Linked DNA regions of Sus scrofa: region 1 is linked to region 2. A link is a contact called in public Hi-C data. All regions are on one chromosome and are shown on one strand. The core of a region is the stretch at or near the end of the contact, and the rest is flanking DNA. Distances in the headings are between cores, read along the strand shown.

Evidence for each region. Hi-C and Micro-C count contacts between places; a contact is called where the count stands out from the background.
Region 1: a contact with region 2 is called in a Hi-C map of skeletal muscle, with 2.5 times the contacts expected there. The contact joins the promoter of SLC35E2B here to the promoter of TMEM88B in region 2. A contact is called at or near these places in 1 of 5 promoter capture datasets (fetal liver), 4 of 47 Hi-C or Micro-C datasets (embryonic fibroblasts, liver, retroperitoneal adipose tissue and 1 more) and 1 of 2 datasets of contacts at active chromatin or transcription factors (alveolar macrophages).

The regions. Positions count from the first base shown.
Region 1 is chr6:63,839,668-63,843,664 of Sscrofa11.1, reverse strand. SLC35E2B (solute carrier family 35 member E2B) reads left to right here and starts at 1,265. Exons shown (of 10, transcript XM_021097474.1): 1 at 1,265-2,115.
Region 2 is chr6:63,684,910-63,688,525 of Sscrofa11.1, reverse strand. It overlaps TMEM88B (transmembrane protein 88B), which reads right to left and starts at 1,984. Exons shown (of 2, transcript XM_003127505.3): 1 at 1,407-1,984; 2 at 1-330. The coding sequence starts at 1,673. The coding sequence ends at 70. ANKRD65 (ankyrin repeat domain-containing protein 65) reads left to right here and starts at 2,117. Exons shown (of 6, transcript XM_005653352.3): 1 at 2,117-2,332; 2 at 2,408-2,553; 3 at 2,901-3,616.

The DNA of each region.
Region 1 (3,997 bases), core at 16-2,515, 160 kb before region 2:
CAGCCCAGGACAGGAGGGGCCCAGGCTCCTCTGACATCATTTCAAAATTATTAAATGGCACTGTCCCAGATAAAATGTAAGAAAGATCTCAAAACAAATTTTTTTTTTGTCTTTTTGTCTTTTTCCAGGGCCACACCCACAGCATATGGAGCTTCCCAGGCTAGGGGTTGAGTCGGAGCTGTAGCCGACAGCCTACGCCAGAGCCACAGCAACGCAGGATCCAAGCTGTGTCTGCGATCTACAGCACAGCTCACAGCGACACTGGATCCTTAGCTCTTTAACCCACTGAGCAAGGCCAGGGATCCAACCTGCAACCTCATGGTTCCTAGTCAGAGTCGTTAACCACTGAGTCATGACGGGAACTCTGCAAAAAATTTTTGATACTTTCTGTAAGTTTGCTTTTGAAACTATTTGTTTCCAAGTAACTCACTGACCATCAACAATCCAGCACAGCTGGGCAGTCATCAAGCATCTCAGTTGGAGTTCCCTGGCACTGTCACCGCTGTGGTGCTGGTCACCATTGTGGTGTGGGGTTGGCCTGGGAACTTCGGAATGTCACAGGTGTGGCCCCTCAGAAAATCCCGTCATCTCAGGGTTTTGTGCAAAGTAGGAAAAGCCACCCCATAAACTTGTTGAGGGTCCTGCACACTCAATTTAGAGATGATGAAAATGGCACCATATAATGTTCAGAGGTAAGTACACATGAATTTCATTTTTTTGCTGTTTTTGTTTTTGTTTTGTCTTTTTCTAGGGCTGCATCCGTGGCATATGGAGGTTCCCAGGTTCACAGAAATGCCAGATCTGAGGCGCATCTGCAACCTACACCAGGGCTCATGGCAATGCCAGATCCTTAACCCACTGAGCGGGGCCAGGGATCGAACCCCCAACCTCATGGTTCCTAGTCAGATTCGTTGACCATTGAGCCACGACGGGAACTCCGATGCTTTCTTTTATTTTGCATTTTCAGGGCCAGGCCCTTGACCAGCCCCTGGGGCTCCCCTGATGCTCCTCCAGTTACAGTCTCTAAAGAATCTCACGGAAAGCCCTGCCTGTGGGTGCCTAGGGATGGGCAGATACCACCCTCCATTAACTGACCCTCTGGCCAGGACCTAAAGGAGAAATTTTATTCATTTGTTTTTGTGCGTGCCCACAGCATTTGGAAGTTCCCAGGCTAGGGATCGAAACCGCTCCAAAGCAGTGACCAGAGCCACTGCAGTGACAACCACAGGATCCTTAACCCGCTGTGCCACAGGGAATTCTGAAACTTTATTAATTTTAAAACAATATGGAAAAAATGCAAAAGTTTGGCCAAAAAGCAGTCGTTAAGAAGAGCCCATTAGCTGTACCCTTGCTCCTAAAACTTAAGTTAAAAAGTAAGCAGGGGAGGAAAACCGGACAAGAGAGACTAGGCCAGCAGCAGGAGCAACCGGCCAGGCGGAGCCTGGCACCCAAGCGGGCCTAGGCCACGCCCCTGGGCGGGGCTACCCACCGCTCCTCCAATCACCGCAGCGCCAGGGGGCGTGGCCTCGGGATCCAGCAGCTCCCAGAGCTCCTGCGCTGGTCGCCTCAGCCCATCTCTCCTTCCCTAAAGTAGGTGTGTTGCGGCTGGAGTTTCGTCCCTTGAAACCCAAACCCGGAGAGCGGCCCCTAGGGGCTTGTAGGTCTTCGCCTCCACGGACTGGCCGCCTCTCCAGGGCCGCGGTGGTCCGGCCCCGAGGGGGCCAAGGGGGCAAATGCCGAGCGCGCTGTTGCCCAGCAGCACCTTCCCCTCCTGAGCCCCGGTCGTACAGCCTGGAGGGTGACAAGGGAAGTACAGAGCGGGGAACTGCCCAGCAGCGCGTCTCCGGCCCCGGCTACACAGCAGCGGCGACGAAGGCGGGACACTCGCAGCGAGCGGCAGCGAGTCCCTCCGGACTGCGAGGAGCGGCCGCGGGCTTCCGATACGTCACTTCCGGATCCCGGCTTCCGTGTCGACAGCCTCACTTCCGTTCCGGCTCGCCCCGCCCCCGGCCCCGCCCCGCCGCCCGGAGGGACCCGCGGGTCCGCTCGGGGCCCGCCCACCTCACCTGGGCCGGGTCTGCTGCCGTTCGCTCCCGGAGCCACCGTCGCCGGGAGGTGGGCGGGGCCCTGTGTGTGGGCGGGGCGGCGGGGCGGCGGGGCGGCGGGGCGGCGGGGCGGCGGGGCGGCGGGGCGGCGGGGCGGCGGGGCGGCGGGGCGGCGGGGCGGCGGGGCGGCGGGGCGGCGGGGCGGCGGGGCGGCGGGGCGGCGGGGCGGCGGGGCGGCGTCCCGAGGCTACGTGGTCCGCGCGCCGTCTGGCCGCGGGCTTCCTTGGTGGGTGACGTCCTGAATAAAGCTGGCCGGGCGGGTTGCCTCCGGGGGTCGCCCCTCTCTCCGGCCTCCTCCCTCCCCCGGCCTGCGGACCCCCTTGCGGGCGCGGCCATTGGGCACCCCAGAGCCTCGGCCCGCGCGTGGCCCAGTCGTCCGGGGCCGTCCATCCTCCCGAGGCCCGGCAACCGCAGGGTGACTGTCCCTCGCGTCCACCACGTGAAGCCCCCAGGCCGCCTCTCAGGGTGGATGGCGCGGCCGCGGGGCGCTGTCTCGCTCGACACAAGGCCCCCGGGGCGGGCCCCGCGTTCCTGCCCCGCGTCCGCTCAGCTCCTGAAGCGGAGCTGGGGCTGGGGGTCTCCGGGTCCGGTGGAGGCCCAGGAGGGGCGGGGGCTGGGCGTCCTCGGGCAGGGCTGGGGGCTCGGCGCCCTGCACGCTGGGAGGGATCAGAGGCCGGGCAGGGACACTGCGTCCGGGGTCTTTGCGTTTTCTACCGTCGACCGTGGCGCCCCCCGAGGTGGGATAAACCGTCCCCTCCAGAGCTAAAGGGGGCGATCGCCTTCCAATTCGTTGCAGTTGGTATTTTTCTGCCCCAAATCATAGAAGATTGGAAATTATATGTATAATGGCAGACTCCTGCAGGGCGCTGATTCTAGCTAGCTGTCATTTGCAAATTGGCTTGGGAAACCAGAGCTATGCCTTCATTCTAGTCCTCAGGTGATTTTTCTGTACCCGGTTTTGGAGGCCTGTGGAGGTCCAGGCAGTTCCCCCTGTGTTCATGTTCCGAAGCCTTGCTTACCCACCACTGCTGTAAAAGAAAGAAAACAACTCTCTTTAGAGGCAGATTTTGTGTTCAGTGGCTTAAAGTTTTTTTTGTGTTTTAATATGTCCTTTAACAAAAACCTTTCAACTTGCAAGTAGCGTTTTAAAGTAGAATGAAACTGTATTAATCAGCATGAAAAGGAGCATTAAGAAAGGGAATTGGAAAGTTTTTACATCAAAGAAATCTGTTTTTTTTGAAAAAATTTTTCTTCATTGAAGTATAGTGATTTACAGGTCGTGTTAGTTTCAGGTGGACAGCAAAGTGATGCAGTCATACAGAGATACCTACTCTTTTTAGACTATTTTCCCCGATAGCTTATTGCAAGATATTGAATGCAGTTCCCTGTGCCTTACAGTTGGTCCTTGTTAAGAAATCTATTTTCAATGAGCAGACCAGTGAGAAAATAGAGAGAAGCCAAAACACAAGAAAAATCAGGACAGTCTGATATTGTGCCTCCCAGAGCTGACCATGCTTGGCGACCGGACCTGTGTTCTTCTGAACCATTCGTACTTTTTAAACCAGAATGTGTTGTACAGAGGTCTTGTAACTCTGCTCTCACATAGTCTATGACAAATACATTTTGGTCAAAACTTGTTGGGCTGCACTGTGTCCTCTTCATGCACAGTGTGCCATTATGTGACAGAGTGTCTTACACATTCCTTATTTGACACTTGGCTTGTGTTAGTTTCTCAGTTTTAAAAACAAAGCTTTTGACCATCTTTGTATGTACAATATGGGCCTTTGTTGGATTGTTTCTTTTTTCTTTTTTTTTGTCTTTGCCATTTCTTGGGCCACTTCCACAGCATATGGAGGAGGTTCCTAGGCTCAGGGTCTAATTGGAGCTGTAGC
Region 2 (3,616 bases), core at 735-3,234:
CCTGGGGCCACGTGATGGGGCACACGGGGACAGTTCGGGGGCCTCCGGGATTTGGAGAGATCTCCGGGATCACACCCAGGCGCAGAGCTGCTCCTCCCCGTTGGGATGGCTTCGCGTGCATCCCCAGTCGCTGGACACCGAATGACCGCGGGGTCTGGGACCCCTAGTTGGGGGTGGCAGCAGCGCGCGGAGGCGTCGGGCCAAGCGGGCGCGGGCGGCAGAGGCGAGCACCAGCAGCGGAGGCAGCGAGAGGAAGCCCAATACGATGAGCGCTGCCGATCCGCGGTCCGAGAGCAGGGCACGGCACGCGGGGCGGGGCGCCGGGTGGACCTGAGGGCGAGGCGGACCGTCAGGCGGGGCTGGTGGGGCCTCCATCCCGGGATGGGGCCTGGGAGCCAGGGGACTGGGAGGGAGCTCAGCCTCCATTCCAGTTGGAGTGCTGGCGGGGGGGGGGGGGGGGGCACACGGAGCCTGGGCGGGGCCTGAGAACACGTGGATCGGGAGAGGGCGGGGCCTGGCGCCCGCGGACCCAGAGCGGGCGGGACCTCAGCTCCGGGGCGGGGCCCGCAGTTGGGCGGATGGATTGGGTGGGTCCTGGAAGCAGGTGGCCCGGGGCGGGGCCTGAGTTCTGGCGGAGTCGGGTGGCTGGGGCCAGCTCGGGGCCGGGCTTTTCTGAGCCTAGAATGGACGATCGGAGACCCAGGTGGTAAGTGGCAGGAGGAGGAGTTCCTGGAGGGGAGGCTCAAAGAACAGTTGTGCGGTTCCCTGACCCGCGCCTTCCTCCCTTCTCTCCTCTCTGACGGCCCTTCCCTCTGTTGGCATCTGACCTCAAGGCCCTTCCCGGGGGTGTTGCCAGCTGGCACCACCTTCTCGTGTGTGGCTCCGCATTTGGTCCCCTCCTCCACCTTCTGCCTACAGAAGGAGGGACCCGGGGACCCATCTGCCTGTGCCCTCCCCATCCCTAAGCCGCAGCCCGTTCCACAGGCGGGAAGCCGGCCCAGGGTAGGAGGCATCTGCCAGGGGCTCTGGGCGTGGGGACTTCAGACTCCTTAAATCTGACGACATCCCTGTCGTCTCTTCCTGGAACCTCCTCCTCTTCGCACCCCGCCCAGCTGTCCAGGCCCTGGCGGCCCCTGGTACAAGGCCGAGCAGCCTCAGGGGAGGGGAGAGAGCTGTTCCCTTGGGGGACAAACAAAAGCCCTTCTTTTGCTGTGGCCGGCGGGGGGGACACTTGGCAGAGGAAGGGGCTCTGCAGGGAGGGGCACACATGCCTCTGGGGACAAGAGGCCATGCTGGAAGGGGGCAAATCCACCTTCACCCCCCAGGCCCTGAACTTCCACAGGACCTGCTCCCCCCAAGGATCCCAGACCGTGCCCACCCCTGCGCCCGTGGAGGGCTCAGCTCACCCTCGAGTGGCACAGGAATCCCAGGTAGACGATGGTGGCTGCTGGCAGCAGCACCAGCAGGAACACAGTTGCAGGAAGCAGAAGGTGGAGCAGGAGCCCTGCCAGGGCCCGGCCTGACAGCAGCAGGGTCCCTAGGCCTTGGGCGGCCCACCCTGGGGACATCCGTGCAGAGGTCTGGCGGTCAGCAAGACTTCCGGGCAGCATGGGTGCTGTGTCTGAAGTGCCCTCTCCCTCATCCTCCTCTGTCTCCCTCTCCTGCTCACTCATGCTCTCTTAGGCAGTGGGCCTGGTGGGCTCACAGCAGTGGTCACGTGGTATGACTGCCCCCTGCCCCTGCCCCCCTGTCAGACTAGCAACCTTTTCACCCTAGGTCCCCAGGTCAGACCTCCACCCAGCAACCAGATAGTGGAAGAGCTGGAGAGCAGGACCTTGGCCCAGGTAGGTCCAGCCCTGACCATCAGTCTCCAGGGCCACACCTGATCCTTAGGTCCCTCCGCTGCCAGGCTGACTCTCTCTGCCAGGTTACTACAGCTCTGGCCCTGGCCAGTCTCCCCAGCCAGCTCCCGCACATTCTGGTCAGCGCCTGCCAGGCTGTCCTGTCCGCACCGCTCAGCGCCAGGCCCTCCTCCCTCCCCATCCCGCCCTCTCACACAATGACTGCGGTTCATCGGCCTTGACTCTGGCAACTGAAGAGGTCAACACCCACCTCACCCGCAGCCCTAGCCCCTGTTGGTCCCTCAAAGAGAATCAGAAAAGAGCCCCAGAAGATGCTGGATGCCTACACTGAGAGGGCGGGTGGGCCATCCTTAGTGTGGGGCTCAGCACACGGTGGGCGCCCAAGACGAGCAGCTGCCATCCCAGGCACCCTTCCTGCCTGAATCCAGTCCATCCTGAAAAGAGTGGGAGCACGTAGTCCACTCTTCCAGGTAAGGGAGGCGCCCTCCCAGCCCCTCCAAAACCCCAACTGACTTCTCCAATATTGACTCAAACCCTCTTCGCAGCTCCTAGGATCCCAGAATTTCAGAGCACGACAAAGGGTGTTTTCAGTACCTCTGATGGGGAGTTCCCTGGTGGCGCAGTGGGTTAAGAATCTGGTGTTGTGGAGTTCCTGTTGTGACAAACCAGACTAGGATCCATGAAGATGCAGGTTTGATTCCTGGCCTCACTCAGTGGGTTAAGGACCCGGTGTTGCTGTGGCTGATTCAACCCTAGCCTGGGAACTTCCATATGCCACAGGTGCAGCCCTAAAGAGACAAAAAAAAAAAAAAAAATCGGGTGGTGTTGTCACTTGGGTTCCATCTCTGGCCTGGAAACATCCATATGCTGTGGGTACGGCCAAAAACCCTGATAAACAAGCCACCGCCGGCGTAACTAGTCGACACTTAAACCCCTGCGTTGGTTGTCTGTGAGCTGGACCAGGGAGGCTGTATGTTTCGCTTCACTCCACCCACAGGCAGCCTCAGCCCTTCCAACTGGGCTTCTAACATTTTCCAGGCCTCTCCAGCTCACCGCCGTGCTTCAGACACATGGGGACGTGGGCGACGACGGCGACAGTGTACACCTGGTTCAGGGGGCACAGGTGCAGACATGCCTACCAGGACGTAGCTGAGGCTCCCTGCAGCTCCTGCCCACCCTGCTGCCCAGCACACATGCCCTTTAACTGTCTTTGCTGGCACACACGTGACCTCACAGTAGCTGTTTATTTGGCATGACTCTCAGAGGTGGATCTGAGAAAATGTTGCTGTGGTTTATGTCAGAGAGGGTTTGGCCTATGTTTTCCTCTAAGAGTTTTATAGTGTCTGGTCTTATATCCAGGTTTTTAATCCAGTTTGAGTTTATTTTTCTGTATGGTGTGAGGGAGTGTTCTAATTTCATTCTTTCCCATGTGGGTGTCCAGTTTTCTCAGCACCACTTATTTAACAAACTATCTTTTCTAATAGCTGTTTATTTGGAAAAAAAACGGTGAAAATGAATAAAGTTTGGATAGAGAGAGTTCAGACGGCAAGGCTAGCTATCTTATTTGCTTTCCTTTCTTTTCTTTTCTTTTTTTTTTTTTTCTTTTTTTTGCCACCCCGCAGCATATGGAGCTCCCAGGCCAGGGATCAAATCCGAGCCATAGCCTCAAATTAAGCCGCAGCTGTAGTAACACCAGATCCTTAACCCACTGTGCCATGCTGGGGATCGAACCTGCATCCCAGCGCTCTCAAAAC